Linked DNA regions of Gossypium hirsutum: regions 1 and 2 are each linked to region 3. Evidence: chromatin contacts called from public Hi-C data. All regions are on one chromosome and are shown on one strand. The core of a region is the stretch at or near the end of the contact, and the rest is flanking DNA. Distances in the headings are between cores, read along the strand shown.

What was found. A called contact is a pair of places that touch in the nucleus more often than the background predicts.
Region 1: a Hi-C map of leaf shows a contact between it and region 3, with 4 times the contacts expected there. The contact joins the promoter of LOC107922970 here to the promoter of LOC107938527 in region 3. A contact is called at or near these places in 15 of 34 Hi-C or Micro-C datasets (anther, callus, fibers and 3 more).
Region 2: a Hi-C map of leaf shows a contact between it and region 3, with 2.1 times the contacts expected there. The contact joins the promoter of LOC107922981 here to the promoter of LOC107938527 in region 3. A contact is called at or near these places in 2 of 34 Hi-C or Micro-C datasets (both in leaf).

What each region holds. Positions count from the first base shown.
Region 1 is chrA12:83,477,297-83,479,996 of Gossypium_hirsutum_v2.1, forward strand. It overlaps LOC107922970 (charged multivesicular body protein 7), which reads left to right and starts at 1,254. Exons shown (of 8, transcript XM_016853174.2): 1 at 1,254-1,551; 2 at 1,626-1,685; 3 at 1,764-1,934; 4 at 2,017-2,199; 5 at 2,290-2,420; 6 at 2,687-2,700. The coding sequence starts at 1,360.
Region 2 is chrA12:83,410,773-83,413,472 of Gossypium_hirsutum_v2.1, forward strand. LOC107922981 (transcription factor MYB4) reads right to left here and starts at 1,293. Exons shown (of 3, transcript XM_041082891.1): 1 at 917-1,293; 2 at 701-830; 3 at 1-594. The coding sequence starts at 1,049.
Region 3 is chrA12:83,279,772-83,282,471 of Gossypium_hirsutum_v2.1, forward strand. It overlaps LOC107938527, which reads left to right and starts at 1,258. Exons shown (of 5, transcript XM_016871712.2): 1 at 1,258-1,337; 2 at 1,466-1,533; 3 at 1,626-1,778; 4 at 1,859-1,932; 5 at 2,029-2,463. The coding sequence starts at 1,486. The coding sequence ends at 2,164.

The DNA.
Region 1 (2,700 bases), core at 4-2,503, 200 kb after region 3:
TGTTTTATATGTCACGTTAATAAATAATTTTAAAATTATAAAAATATTTTAAAATAAAATTTTAAAAATATAAAAAGAATTCAAAAAAATAGTATAAAGAACACGTGGATTGCCGTATGGGCTACCATGTTTTTTGTCATTAAAAAAATAACAATTGAGCTCTTTTTTAAAAAGTTAATGGTCAATTTCTACTTTTTATAAAAGATTGAGGGTTAAATTTAACTTAAATAAGAATAAAGGCTAAATATAAATATTCGAAACTAAATTTATCATTATACTTAAAAAAAAAAAAGGAGAAGTGAGTTTAATAATCAAATTTACTCCTATAGTTTAACAAATTGGAGCATCACATAAAAAAAAAACCAACAACAATCTCAACAAATAACATCACAAAAATTAACCCTACATAATTGATGAAGAAATTACATTTAATCAAAATAAGTTTATAAGATAGCTCATATCTTAAATTGATGTAGTACTTAATTGTGATATATGGATGTGAGTTTTTGCTATTTCTTGTATTAATTTAATTTTATATTTTAACTGATTGAATATATATATATATTTGTAAATATGTTACATTTTGTGATCGTGACATCCTAAAAAAAATATTACTCAATTTTTTTACCATCACAATATTAACACGGGGATTAGAAAAAGAATAACATAAAAAGATTAATTTTTGTAAAGTATTAAGTATCTATTTTTGATAAATTAAAATAAAGATAATTTTTTTTATTTTTCTTAAAAACTTTTTTATTTTCGTAAAATACAAGCATCAACTTCTCATAAATTAAAATAGAGATTAATTTACTGGTTTTGGGGAGGAATATACCTGTTCATGGCTCCACAGCTCGCCCGATCTAATTGGGACAAAATTTTTATGTTTTGGGCTAATTTGAATTTAATTTAAATGATAAAAAATATTTTTAAAATTAAATTTAATTATAAAATTATATAAAATATTAATATTAAAAATAATTTTAATAAATTTATTAATTTTTAAAAATCGTAAAATAGGTTTTTTTTTTCAAGTTGAGCCCGATAAAATAGGTAAAGGGTTTTTTTTTTAAAAAAGAAAACTTGACCCTAACGTAACCCCAGCTAGTAACATTTTAAAATAATTAATTTCTCTCATTTAAAAGACCTAAATACCCTAATAATGTTAAAAAAAAAAAGGCCGTGAAAGATTTCAATTGGGCTTGGATCCAAGTTTTGATCCGCTTCACAATCCAAATCGCATTTGAATTTTCCTTTTTAATTTTTCCTAGTAAATTTCTCGAGAAAATTGCAAAAACCTAACGGAAGCATTTGGGTTGAGCGGGAGGTCAATTGAATTTTTCCATTTTCAGAAGAAAAATGGATTCGAAATCAGTGAAGGAATTCATAAGAAAAGAAGTACCTGATTGGGACTATGAATTAATCGCAACGGCCCGTTTTAAAGCTTTTAGCGGTCAAAAATCCGATTGGGAACCCAAATTCCAGTTCTGGAAAAATTTGATCGTAAAAATCGCCCGCCACTTTGGTGTCTTCATCATTTCCCCTCCCCAGGTTTTCAATTTTCTACTTATTTTTAACTTATAAAATTGGTCTTTATTTCGTTTTGCCTATAAATTGTTTTGTAGGTGAAAAATGAGTGGTTTAATAGAGGAGGCTTAACTCCTTTGTGCATTGATCACGTATTGGTGAGCTAAATTATGGGTTAATTTGATTGTTTTGTTTTATGGAATTTTTGGGTTTTATTATTTTGATGAAAATTTCAGTTTATTATGTATAATGAAGGTGAAATAACTCGAATTTCGGACATGGTGGGTCCTTATAGTGGGAGAATAACTCAATTATTTTATAAAGTGAAAAGCTTGATGAACAGATCAACAATGTCTCCTGAAAGTATCCTTCTTGAAGATTGTCTGATTCTTACAACATTGTTGAAGGTTTGCAACATGTTTGTGAAAAGTACTATTTCATGAACTAAAAATTGGAATATTTGAACTGTTTTAATCTAATTGTTCTTAGGAGAAAGCTGATGAAGTGATTAAGTGTTTGTCCGAAAGTCACTGGAATTCATATTGCGTTGTTACGAGGAACAAGTTCGAGAGTATGTGTGGAGGACAAAAGGAAGGTTATGCTGTGTTGAGTTACTTGTCAGGGTGCAGGAAAGGTCGATATCTCTCCACCACCAAGAAAGAACTAATCGAGGTGTGTGCTACTTTTTGTGCCGATAAACTGGCTTGAGTTATAAAGTCTTTGCAAATTTTTTGTTATTGCAAGTAATCTGATTTATTGCAGGGTATAAAAGTTTCCCTTTCGTCAGCTGTGGTTTCTGGTGTCTCGAGTTTAGATTTTGACACTCTCCACCTCATTTGGACTCAAGAAAAACTTCAACAACAACTCGATGTGATCGACCGGCGCTGGGAAATGTAATCTTTCTTTTGAGTTTTTTGGTCTTATTTCATCTGCTGAATTATGGTCAATGCATATGAAGATGGTTAATGGTTAATCGGTTTAGGACAAGAGTCAGTTGCACTATGCTGACTGGTTCGGAAGTTCAGTTTAACTCTTTTTTGAACTGAGAATATTTCGAGACAAATGTATTGATTTTAAAACCATTTGCATCTTATATGCATGGCTCAGTGTTTTTAAGCTCTAAATATACCGGTCTTGTGGTTGAGTTTATATTTGGCAGGTCAAGACAGTCAG
Region 2 (2,700 bases), core at 43-2,542, 130 kb after region 3:
ATGTCTGGATTTTGTAAAGGTTCATGTTGTAGTGGTAGCTGCTGTTGTCGGGTCTGAGGCCACCACATATCGTTTGATGATGATGATGAACTATTCGTTAAGTAACAAGGCTCTGATTTGATCTCGATATTGTAATAAGATTGTGGGGTTTGATTTTGTAAAGCAGCCGCCATTAATAAAGGGTTTTTAAGAAACTCAGTCCATTTGGTTTCTTCTTCTTCTTCTTCTTCTTCTTCTTCAGTTTGTGTTTGAACCAATCCCCAAGTTGAGTTATTGGCTGAGCCACCGGTGGTGGTTCCATAGTATAAGGGTCCATAAGAGGCGGTCATGGGCGGTGGAAATTCAGGGTTGAACCAGTTAGAGGAGAGCTGTGGTGGTGGTGGGGGCGGCGATGTATATTGATGAATTGGATGATGACCCACCAAAGATGGCTTGTTGCTTCCACTTCCTTCGCCATTTTCGACCTCGGAGAGTGGCTTGTGAGTGACAGGGTCGATGCCTTTCTGTTTAAGCTTCTTTTTCAAACAAGAGTTCCATAGGTTCTTGATTTCATTGTCGGTTCTTCCTGGTAATCGTGCAGCAATTTGAGACCACCTAATTGAAAACCGAGAAAAACCCAGAATTCTCCATAAAAATCCCAATAAGAAGAAGAAGAAACATATATATATATGTGTGTATATGTATATGTATATGTATATACCGATTCCCCAAAACTGCATGAAGTTCAATTATGAGATTTTCTTCTTCTTGTGAAAATGTGCCTCTCTTTAAATCAGGCCTTAAATAATTAATCCACCTCAACCTGCAACTCTTCCCACACCTCTGTAACCCTGCCAAATCATCCATATTTTTTTATAAACAATTCATCAACACATACATGCATACATACATATATGTATATGTATATGGTACCTACCAGCTTGTTTAGGGATGGAGCTCCAGCAACCATGGCCATACTTTGTAATATGCCTTAAAAGCTTTTCATCTTCTTCAGGGGACCAAAGACCTTTCCTAAGCTTTTGCTTGTAACAACAAGATTGCCTTCCCATTTTTGAGACCAGACCAAAGTTACAATGAGTATAAGAAAAAGATACAGACAGAACAGAACACACACTTCACTGATTCCTAGGTGGAAAATTTGTCAGATATCAAACAACCATGTTTTCTTTTTTGCATATTAGAATGAAAGATGTGGATTTTGGTTAAGGAGAAGCAAGAAAAATGAAGATGTTGCTTAGAAAAGGGCGTCGAATTAATATATAAGAGAGAGAAAAGGCGCATTCAAATAAGCCCCCCCACCTCTTTTTATTTATTTATTTATTATCATTCTATCATATGGGGTCGGAGATGAGTTAACCCGAGTTGCATGTGTCTCACCAAAAGAACTGCGATTGATGTCTTCTCCGGTGGGACATTTTTTTTTATTATAAAAAATTCATCCATAAATTATTAATTTTGTTTTAATTTAAAAAGATAATATCAATAATAAGTAAGAGTACAATATAATATAAAATTATCAACCAATTTCAGACATTAAGCTAGAAACCTCAGCCATCATAATGTCATGCACTGTTCAATAAGGTTCTTCAAAAATCCTCAATACAACAACTATTGTTATAGTCAAACTCTTCATACTATTCACCACATAATTCTTTATGCCTCAAGACATGATTCACACGAAAATCCTTTATCTGTTGCAAACATTCCCTCACTCTATTCCATAGTTAACTTTGATCCAGAGTTTGACCATTTAAGAAATTAACTGTTTTTATACAATTTATCTCAAGGATCTCGAAGTCTCAATAGATTAGCTTCGAACATTTTTCGTCAGGATGGAGGGAAAGGAGGCATTGTAGTTTACTTTCGAAAATAAAAATTTTCATACAAGGGGTTTAATTTTTAAGAAATTATTAGTATAACCCCTAAATTTTTTTATTCATTTCTAATCCATAAAAAACAAATTTTGGCCCCTGATTTCCCCCCTTTATCATTATCTGAAAATGGAAATGCATTGTTGACAAGGACAATCACCATAAATGAGAAACAGAGCAAAGCTGCTATCTTTTTCATATATACATATAAATACATACATGTACATGTACAATATTGAAAGTGACTACGTAGTTTGTATTTTATGAAATCAACCAACATATTTTTCAGTAACATGAACTGCAACAACAGCTATCAGGTTTATCAGCAAGGAAAATTATAGCCCAACCCCACCATTCTTTTTGGTACAATATGACTTTATACATCACCCTGAAAAGCTCAGACTTTAATGGTGGAACGTGTCATTAAGTTTAGCGGGACTAGTTATAATTTTCAAAAAACATAAATATTTTAAAAAACTCAAATGAAATTTGCCAAAAAATTGAGGGAGGGGGATTAGTTAAAATTTTTAAACACTTTGAGAGTATTGAAGGGAGCTAATTAAATTTTTTTTTTAAAAATTGAAGAGCATAATGAAAATTTTTCAAATTTTAGGCAAAATTCCAAATCATTAGCTGTCTTAAAAGGCATGGCCCGCATTGAAATGTAAAATCCGTTGGAATCTTTAATATAATTATTATTAACAAACCGATCATTGACGGCAGGGCAGGCATTAATTCACACGTTCTATAGACATTAAACAAAAAAAAAGGTCAGAATTCTAGTTTTAGTCCCTCTATTATGTTGAGGTTTACGGTTTAACCTCTACTT
Region 3 (2,700 bases), core at 8-2,507:
AACAGCTAGTAGCAAGTCTAGAGTGACGTGCCACAAACATGTTAAGTCCCCGCTAAGGTTTTCGAATTGAATTGGTAAGTAGAATTGATTATATCAAAAATCAATTAAAGTATTGATTTAGAATAAAACGTTAGTTGAATGATTTATAATTTAATACAAATTATTGAATTGAATTAAAAAATTAATTAAATTAAAAGATTTTTTTTTAAAATTTATTTAATTTAATTAATTTAGTTTTGAAAACTTTGGTTGTTGGTTAAAGATATTAGCATGAACTGATCCTAATATGTCTTCAATTCTAAGTCCAATTCATCAAGTGGGGTTAAGTTTCGACATTTTTATTAGTAATAATGTTTGATGTATTGTCAGTATATGAGTTTAATACACCTAACATTATTACCGAATAATTTCATTCCATCTCATCATTAAATAAAAAAAATTATGAAAAAAAATTATTTAATTCCATAAATATTAGTTAAAAGATAATTGTTTGGTGCATTGATTTAAAAAGAAAAATTAATTCCATAAATGAGATTAAAAAAACCATTAAATGATGTTAATTTATATTAAATATTTTAAAATAAATCTTTCTTGTAGGATTAAAAAGCTCGTTAAAGTATATGAGAGGTCCCTGCATTATAGACACCAAATCAATTTAATCCCTATATTGTTAAAAAGAATCAAATAAGTCTAAATTGTATAAGAGTTAACATTTATTGTATAAAAAATATTTATTATTCGTTTCAGTTGTAATTCAATTCCAAATAAAAGATTTCGTTTACAAAATCATAAAAGAAGTTTTAAAATGTTAACTCTTTTAAATAGTAAATTATATTTTTTAAACATGAAATATTAGCTCTATTCTAATGGGGCATTTGTGGATTCTTTTTAATAATACAATGACTAAAATGATCCATTTAATAGTATAAGAATTAATTTGATTAGGTCCTTATAATAGAGGGACCTCTGAAATATATTCACCATTCTATATAAGGTTAGACTTGAAAATTTTATTAATTCATATTTCAGACCGAGCCAAGCCTGAACAAAGAAAATATCTAAAACTACTATTATTTAAGTCTGGCCCATAACTATATCTAACCATATTCCTCGAAAAAAAGCCTTACGTGGACCAAAACTTAGAAACCCCATTTTACGTAATTTTGGGGCCTATAAAACCCATTTCATTTCGGCCCACCATATGGATATCGACACGAAATAAATCTAAATTTGGCGCGCGCTTCTCAATCCAAATTTGAAAAACGAGAGGATCTCTTCTGAGCATTCTCCTCAATTTTCAACTTTCAACTTCGATTCTCGCTCTCACTTTCTCTGCGGTATGAAATTTTTCTTTATGATTTAATTGTTCGATTAATTTTATAACGCGAAGAAATTTTTTCTTTTTTCCTTTTTTTAGTCAAATTTTCCTTCACTATTTTTGGTTTTGATGATGAGAGATATTCAGTTTTAACTTTTAAGGATAAAATGGAAAGTGCAACGAATGAAGCTTCGAGAAAACGCAAGAAACCAGACGTAAAAGCTTCCTTGATTTCTCTTCTTATTTTTTCTTTATTTTCTTTTTATTTTCAATCAAATTAGTATGTGATTTTGTCCTAAAACGTTAGGTGGGAGAGAAACAAGAAGATCACATAAGCAATGGAACTATTATGGAGGAAATAACAGAGAAAGAACAATCTGAGGCAATCATCGTTGGATCTGAAGAAATGGAATTCAATGTCTCTCACATTCTTAAAAAGATCAAGCGCTTCACTCAACTGGTAACTGTAATTTTGCATAAGCAGCTAGATATTCACAATAATTTTAATTATTTCATTTCCTTTTTAATAATTTCATGGAGGTCTCGGAGCTGTTAGAATCAGAAAAATCAATGTTCAAGGAATTGAGTAACGATTTTGAAGAGCGGCTAATCATGTAAGATTCTACACCTATTACGTATGTATTCAAATCTAAAATCGGAGGAGATTTCTTTTTTAAAAAAAATTGTTTTATTTTAATATTTTTTTGAAGGATACATAAAGAACAAATGGAGAAATGGCAGGAAGAGATCAAGGAACTGAGACTGATGGATGCATCAAATGAGGAGGCAACTGCTCTGTTGAGTAATGCTCGTTTTTTACTTCAGAATCCCTTTTCTGAATCTTGAAAGGTAAAATCTCCTAAGGTAATCCAATTCCAATTAGCACTTTCTTTCTTTTTTTCATGGAAATCAAGTGAAGTGAGATTTGTTAATGCAAGTAATTAGTTTTAATCAATTTGAATAGTAGATTAGTTTCAAACATTTTGAATCCTTGATTCCTTACCTGTTTGGCTAATGGAATTATAATATGCGAAAATTGTTTGTGAGGTAGTTTATTCATATGTAAATTCAGCTCTTAGCAATAGATATGATGATTCGGATCCATATATTCATTGCTCTTTTCACTATTGAGCAGACAATTTTCTTCCCTTTAAGCCATGACTTATTTTGTTATGTTACTTGTGTATATTTTTAAAAATATCATTCTGCTATTAGTAAATATAATATGAGTAATTTGTAGAATTAATTTATGTTTTTCTTTTGAAATTTCAGTTTTGACCCCAATAATAATAATAAAATTTTTTATGTCAAATTTTGCTATTATTTTCACACAGGGTATAAGTTATAAATTATAGATTTGGTTTCTCTAATCTAATTTTCAC